2 separate regions of the Oryzias latipes genome follow, and region 2 is linked to region 1. A link is a contact called in public Hi-C data. All regions are on one chromosome and are shown on one strand. Each heading gives the region's core, a stretch centred on a gene start, on an enhancer-like site or on the middle of the called end of the contact. The rest is flanking DNA. Distances are from core to core; before and after follow the strand shown.

Evidence for each region. Hi-C and Micro-C count contacts between places; a contact is called where the count stands out from the background.
Region 2: a contact with region 1 is called in a Hi-C map of gastrula embryo, with 1.6 times the contacts expected there. The contact joins two enhancer-like sites. A contact is called at or near these places in 4 of 5 Hi-C or Micro-C datasets (embryo, fibroblasts and gastrula embryo).

The regions. Positions count from the first base shown.
Region 1 is chr3:19,061,916-19,065,728 of ASM223467v1, reverse strand. No RefSeq gene overlaps it. Among protein-coding and RNA genes, the nearest start is that of sox6b, 42 kb to the left of the region's middle. Within about 2 kb of position 1,533, at least 7 of the 8 cell types and tissues checked have an H3K27ac peak or open chromatin away from gene starts, as enhancers often do. A contact at or near this core is called in embryo and gastrula embryo, where this site is marked.
Region 2 is chr3:19,214,829-19,218,383 of ASM223467v1, reverse strand. No RefSeq gene overlaps it. Among protein-coding and RNA genes, the nearest start is that of cgrp1, 81 kb to the left of the region's middle. Within about 2 kb of position 2,278, at least 3 of the 8 cell types and tissues checked have an H3K27ac peak or open chromatin away from gene starts, as enhancers often do. A contact at or near this core is called in embryo and gastrula embryo, where this site is marked.

The sequences.
Region 1 (3,813 bases), core at 284-2,783:
GTATTTCGTTCCAATGTAAAAATGAAAAGAGTGTTAAGTATAAAAAACTGTCTGCAATTAGGTTAACCTCCATATGGAAAAACATACAAATGTAAGAGCAATGTTTTTTTTTCTTATTAAAAAATATAAATATCACGTTTTGTTTTGTTTTTTTAATCTAAAAATAATTGTGGGCTATATTTGAACATTAGTTTGATGCACGCTGTTGAAAGCGAAGAGCATATTGGGATTATTTTGGATTGTAATAACAGCAATAATTATGGAAAACACGCGCGCTTTAACTAAGTTTAACAGAGAGAACTTTGGTCCTGGAGCGCACGGGCTGAAGCCGAAAAGTTTTCGGCTTAAATGGAAAAAGAAAATCGACTCCGTCTACTTTAAATGGACAAGTCCTGCGATTGTTGAACTTAATTTATGGCTTACGCATTCTTAAGAGGTCAATTCCCTCGACCCCGTGAAAAGTTGAGGAAGAGCAAATTCTCAAGCTGCGCGCCTGGATGAAAGTGTGACTTTATCTTTAAAAAAGTAAGTGATAAAGTAAAATTAAAGACAACATATCCGTATAGTATGTGATAGACGCAGTTAAAGCGCGCGATAAAGACTCAAAGGTGTCAAATGAACTTGCCCTACGCAGAGGGGCAGAAAGCCTGTCAGAGGGGGGCACGCCGTTGTCAATGATGGTTGGTACCGCTTTGTGGACAGAAGTGAAACTACCGACAGCAGAATAAATAAAGTTATGAAACACATAAAGACAGAAGCGATTTGAAACTTTGACCATGTGGTGGTTGTATAAGAGGCTACAAACGTGTGTGGTTAGTGAAAATGTTTTTGGTTTAACGCAGCTGCCCCTGCGCTGAGAGCGTATGCTGGCGCGGCGAAGCGCTGCTGGAAACGGGGGAAAAAAGTAGTAAAAAAAACGTGAAAATGTGTTTGAGGTTGACGTTTGGCTGTGGTGAAGGTGCATGTTGATCGTAATAAAGAACTGTAAGTTGTTGTTTTGTTTTTCTTCTTTGTGTTTGTGCGTGTGAACCGGGAACCCCTCGCTTTCAGCGCCTCTAACGCGCCTCTGTCGTCCTGCATGATGTGCTCGGCTTGTTTTGATGAAAGCGGCGCATCACAGTCGCAGTTAAAGTTTCCCCCTCCTCACAAAAGTGGTTGGATTTGACGCCGAAGTACTTTTTAAATTCCATTTTGTGTGCGCAGGACGCTCTGGACGCTTTAACTTGGAGGAGTCATCTCTGAAAGGTGGGAATGAGCGCACAGCGTTGCGCGCTGGAAAGTAAAGCAAAAGAAAGTCTGGTTTACCTTGATGATGTGAGTCGTGAAGAATCCGTCCTCTCCCCCCACCCTGTGCGAAAACAACTCTAAACTTAAGTAAAACTTCACAAAAATGGGAAAAAAATCCAAAAACTAAAAGTGAAAAGGATCACTGAGCTATCTGTTGAGCGAAAACTTGACTCGGCTCACTCGGGGCCATGTATGAGGGGGATCCCGTAGACTCTCCGTGAAGTTCAGTTGTCCAAAAACTACAAGTATCTTTTGTTGTTCGCCTGTCTGCTCTATATGTTCTTCTCTCAGATAAGAGGAGACTATAGGAGTGGAGCGGCTGTCAATCTCGGCAATCAATGCGCGCAGCCATGTCGCAAGTATTCAAAGCATTTCCCGTCGTGCAACATCAGAAAGTGAGTGGCCAGGGCATTGATCTGAGGAAGGCAAAGAGGCAGGACTCCCCTCTCCTCCTCCTCCCCTCCTCCTCATCCTCCTCCTCCCCCAGACAAGAGAAGATGCAAGAGAGAGAGAGAGAGAGCAAGAGAGGGAGGTAGAGAGATGTGACATAAAAGTGGAGACCGGCTGGATAATTGTTTCTGCCCGCTTTGAGTGCGTAAAATCCCGAATACGCATCAAGCGACGCAGGAAATGCAAAGTTAAGGGCAACCTTTCCTCCAGGAGAAGCTGCACTCTCCTTGTAGCAACATTATTTTTATTCTTTTTTTATTATTATTATTCTAAGAGCGCACCTCTCCAACTTGACAGAAAACATTTAGGAATCACATTCTTTGAAGAGGAGACAGGCGGACAGCTAATGAATTTTCGCGCGCAGGTGAGCAAAACCTTCAGAGATCAGACAGAGGACTTTAGACCTGACAAGAGACGAAAACTGTTTATTTGCATGAATAAACATCTTCCAGACTTCCTTTTAATTCCTTTTTTTGAATTACCGTTTAAAAGTGTCATTTTGCAGGTTTTTATGTCACTCATAAATAAATGCAATATTTTATCATCATGTGGTCTCCAAATTTTCTTTTATTTATCCCCTGACACCTACAAGGCTATCATAAAAAAATCTAAAATTTTAGGAGGAGGACAATCATTTTTATTTTTAAAAGTATCCTAAAATATTACCTCAAAATTTACACAGCTGAATTTAAAAGAAGTGTAAATATTGTCAATACAAGATGAAAAGGAATTGAAGAATTTTGAAATTTGTTTGGGCTCAATTTTAAGAAGGCACAATTTCTTTAAAAATGTATTAAAGACAAACTCTTAATATAAATTCTGCTAATTTTAGTAAAATATATGAAACTATGTAGGTATTTTACACTGATTTTTATAAAGAAAAGTTTTCATCGTTGACTACAAAATAAAATGTAATGCATAAAGCACACAGGTTGCATCACTTTTACGCACAAGATCCGCTTTGACACCGCAGCATTTATCCACTGTACTGACTGAACATGTGTTTTAGGTTATCCGACAAGTAGGATGATTAGGAGGCCCGAATGAAACTGAAAAAATTTAACCAGAACCGCATAATTCAGTAGAAAAAGAAAAAAAGAGTTGACTCAACTTATATAATGAAAAGTTATTATGGATAAATTTGCAGCTTCATAATTTTTTAAAGCTAAGCAAAGACACACTCATGTAAAAATGGAAAAAAAAGTTACTTACAAAGAGAGGAAACAGCAGGAGGAAATTCTGATTGTTAACGGCAGAGTGCAATAAAGCTGAAAGAGGGAGGAGAAGAAGATAAAGAGCGAGAGGGAGAGAAGAGGGGGGGAGTGACAAAGAACTGGAGATGGGCCGAGAGAGAAAGAGAAGTGGAACACAACGACTCGTACTGAGGTGCGCTTCGAGTTCTACCACTTTCTGTCCAGGTGAAGGAGAACACACACAAGTCAACACCAGCGCGGTGACCTTCACTTTGGCGCGCGTTACAGCGCGCATCTCTACCTTCTAAGAAAAAGAACACACTTTTCGCACAGTGTGTCAATTTTAAGAAAGAAAGGAAGGAAAGAAGTTTATCAATACCAACTTTTGTGTGCTATGACACAAGAATTCCATTTTTAAAGAAACTTGGTAATTTAACCACGTGGCATGTTGAAAATAATCCCATTATATACCCGTGTTTTTTTCTGATCCATACATGATGATTCATAAATGATGCCTGCCCTGAGTGCAGACACTAAAGAGTGGATTTTTCTTTTACCACTCGGACTCCAACGCGCATTGCACGCTCCTCATGCGCCACCTTTTGGACACTGAAGGGAGGACAAGGACGCGTCCTGCATCATGTAAAGAGGGGAAAAGTTGCGCGTGTGAAAATGATACATTTTACTGTTTAGCGTGAATTTGTTAACTTAGGCGTGTTTTGTAAACTGTCACTCATGGCACCAACTTTTAACACATAAAAAGCTTTGAAGATTCCAGAAAATAAAAGATACAATGACGTGGTTCATAAATCAACTGCTTACTTCACATTTTTACAGCAGTGACACATGATTGGGCAACTAAGCAGGAGTTAAAGAGAAGAAG
Region 2 (3,555 bases), core at 1,029-3,528, 150 kb before region 1:
TTGCCCTTGGTTTTTCTACTTTCTGCATTATGACACAGTGAAATCTTAATTGTGGTCTCCTTTCCTATTTTTCTTTTTTTTATAGGGAGGTTTTCACAAGCATTTCTGCTCCACTTTTTGCCAAACAGTACAATAAATATTTCTGCAGCACATGCTCTGGAAAAAAAAGCAGCAATGCACTGATGTTGATATTGACATAATTGATTCTTTTTAATAATTGGCACCACTGCCTAATGTCTCCACTGATTTGTGATCCATTCAGAGCTGGAGCTCATCAGACGATGTGAAGGCTAAACGTTTTTATTAGAAGTTGGACCCACTGCTGCCACCCACAGAGTCGCCACATTGCATTGGATAAATTAGTATTATGATTTTAAGGGATAAATACCGTTCCACCTAATTAATCCAGCACATCACAGGGTGATATGACACCATTAGCCCAATAGATCAAGGACTAGAGATCAAAGGCAACACCACTGTTAGAATGCTACACAAGCAAGAAGAAGGTTTTCTTGTTTATTTCTATGTACAGTTGGCCTGTAAACTAATGACTAAAGAATACAGCAATATACGCAGATTTGTTTATCGGTTGTTGACTGAAATATGCAGCCACGTTGGTCATCTACTAAGCATGTATAATTAGGCAGTGGGGTTTTTAGAACTTAAAACTGATATATTTTAAGGCTTCATGAAATTCCTTGTTTGGGAAACCAGTGATTTCTCATGAGCATGATGTATGATTTAAAGTGAGTGTTGAATTTAACTTTCATTTGTTCACAAGACTCAAAATCTCCTTAGTTTTCTATTTTCCTTTTCCTTTTGTAAAAACCCTCAAAATATGCAAAAATGTAGGTTGTTCTGGTGTATTGGTATGGGAAAAGAGTGTTGTTGGACAAAATGTATACAGTTGATAGTTAGTTGGCACACTCTGTCAACAATATTTTGAAACCTTATGAGACACCTTTTTACAAATTCAAACCTTCTAATATTTTCAAAAACCTTTAAAAGACCATGCTTTAGGTCTGGGTTCATGCAACGAGGTCTGAAGAATCCGGAAAACAAAAAAAAAACAAAGATGCGAATCAATCTGCTCAACCTGATAATAAAAGAGCAAGCTTAATGCGCTGGCTGTGCACTCAAAAATGTCACTGTTCTGCCAAGTTTACTGCATAGTCACTGTTTACTTATGGCTGTTACACATGTGGGTTTTGCATACGCTCTCCTCTCCCACTTAAGTCATCTTTAGTCCTTTAACTTTTCCTTTTTTATATATATTTTTTGACATGTGCAATGTTGATGCTCCCACTGAGGCTTAAATTTTTCAAGCAAAGAAAAGGCATGTGCATGAAATAATAATGACCATTTCAGACATTTTTCATATATGACTGTCTCCTTTTTTCCTTCCATCCCTCTGGGGCCACTGAAGTACACATAGCCCTCTTTTCTATTTCCTTTCTACTTTTGTTTTGTTTTGGACATCAACGTTGCCATTTCCATTTCACGTCTTTGTTTTTCATTTCACACTTTTTGATAACTTAATTTTTGTCAATTCTTCATATTTCTTAATTACTTGTTTACTCAATGTTACAACTGCATCCTCCTCTGAAAGTTGAGCTTTGGACTTGCCCTCATGGGGACACAACCCCCTGACTGGACTGACTGACTAACTTGGGATTATGGTCTTGTCTTCAATAATTCATAGAGGAGTATAAAGCCCTTCATTAATATACTATTACTATCTATGTCAAAACAGGAGCGCATTCCCAATAAATAGAGTAGTTACAGTCTATTTGAATTCCTTTTTTTAAATTCTTAAATCCCACGCCTTCATTGTCAAGAAAATTGCCCCCATGTTGTGCCACTCAGCATATTTTTAATGATTTATTAAAGGATGCACAGAGACTGTTCCCACATCCGTCAGAGAAAATGATGTACATGTGTTTTGTGCAGAGCATCTTTCACAGACTGTTTGCTTTGTTGCTGTTCCTTTGTGTCGTCAGTTGCAGTCCCAGCAAAGTGTGGATGTCACAAACCATTAGGAGGTACGAGATTCAGGGTTTTACATTTAATCTCACAGACTTCCCCAGTTAGCACAGGAGCCAAGCAGCAGCAGCAGTGAAGGGAGTCCCAGCTTCCTGTAGAACAAAGCTGGCTGACATGATGTTTGCCTGAGGGGCCAGCACTCTCTGTCTCTCACAGGCATAGTCTCAGAGCATGTAAAACAATGAGAAACCAGTCAGCTGACAGATACACTAAGCTGCAGTCACTTTGAATGACAACAGTGCATGAAAGAAGCAGAGGCAGCCCCAGACTGGGACTCAGTACAAACAGCAGTTCAAACAGACAAAGTGCTCTATTACAGATATCAATCAGGGCCTCTGGGATCTTGCTGTTGTAGTTTATTGCATTGTTGGAGTACTGCAGAGTCATCACATAGTGCTTTTCATCTCAGTATTTCACCCAACACAACAACAGCCTGTCAGGGACCAGTTTAAATTACGAGGCATCTCATTCATTTCTGAATCTGTAAGAGTTTCCTAACAGCCCGCAGATCATCGGGCAAGTCTTTTTGTAGCTGTGGTTGCTCTGGTGCCGTCCCGGGCTCTGACCGCTGGCCCACCTTGCAGAGGTGTGCCAGATCACCGAACCCTGGGCAAAAGCAATGCAGCGGTGCATTGAGCGTGAGCCGTAATGGAGCTTACGGCCAGTAGGAGTAAACCCTTACTGTTTTAACATACGTATCAAGCTACGTTTATACCAGGCATGTAGCGCACGTTCTTGAATGTTCTTGAATGTTCTTGAATACGCATCACAGGGACTTCTTTTTCTTGTTCTCTTTCTTCTGTTTACTAACACATATCTGCCACCTACAGTTGGAAGAGCTTTGGTGAGAAATGTCAAAACTGTATTATTCCTATTCCAATATATGAGAGACTAATCCCAGCCAGGCGCAAACCGCAATTATTAATTTCTCCTCCATGATTGATTTTCCAATGGTTGGCACTTCTGAGAATTAAAAAGCCATACGTCACTACTAAATTCTATGTTTGGTCAGTTAAACCTGGTTTACCATTCTACATGCGTTGAGCGGCCGTTTGCTTTGTAAGTAGATCCCAAAAGCAGTTGTGGAAACATACATATAGCAACATGTGAACGTGAGAGTTTTGAATGCAGAAGCCCGAAATGTGCAACGCCTGGACACTTATGGCAAAAATAGTTTGTGTAACTTGTGGCTTTATGCTGCTTCATGGTTTTACAACCCCCCTCTATAATCACCCTCTTATCCCCCCCTCTCTAACATCCCTCTCTTCTTCCCTTCTTTCCTTTTCCGTCCAGTCCAACACAAAAGATTTTCAAATACGATTAAAATGAATAAAGTTTGGCCTCGATTACAAAAGGGGTCTATTCAGACATACATCTGGTTTGTCAGAAGATTCATAACCCCTGTTGTTAAAGTAAAGTATGTCCAACACAAGAGGTCTTCAGCTCCCATCTGTTTGCCCAGCTGTTTGACAGGACAAGTTAAGAAAAAAAAAATAGTTTGAGTGGGGACAG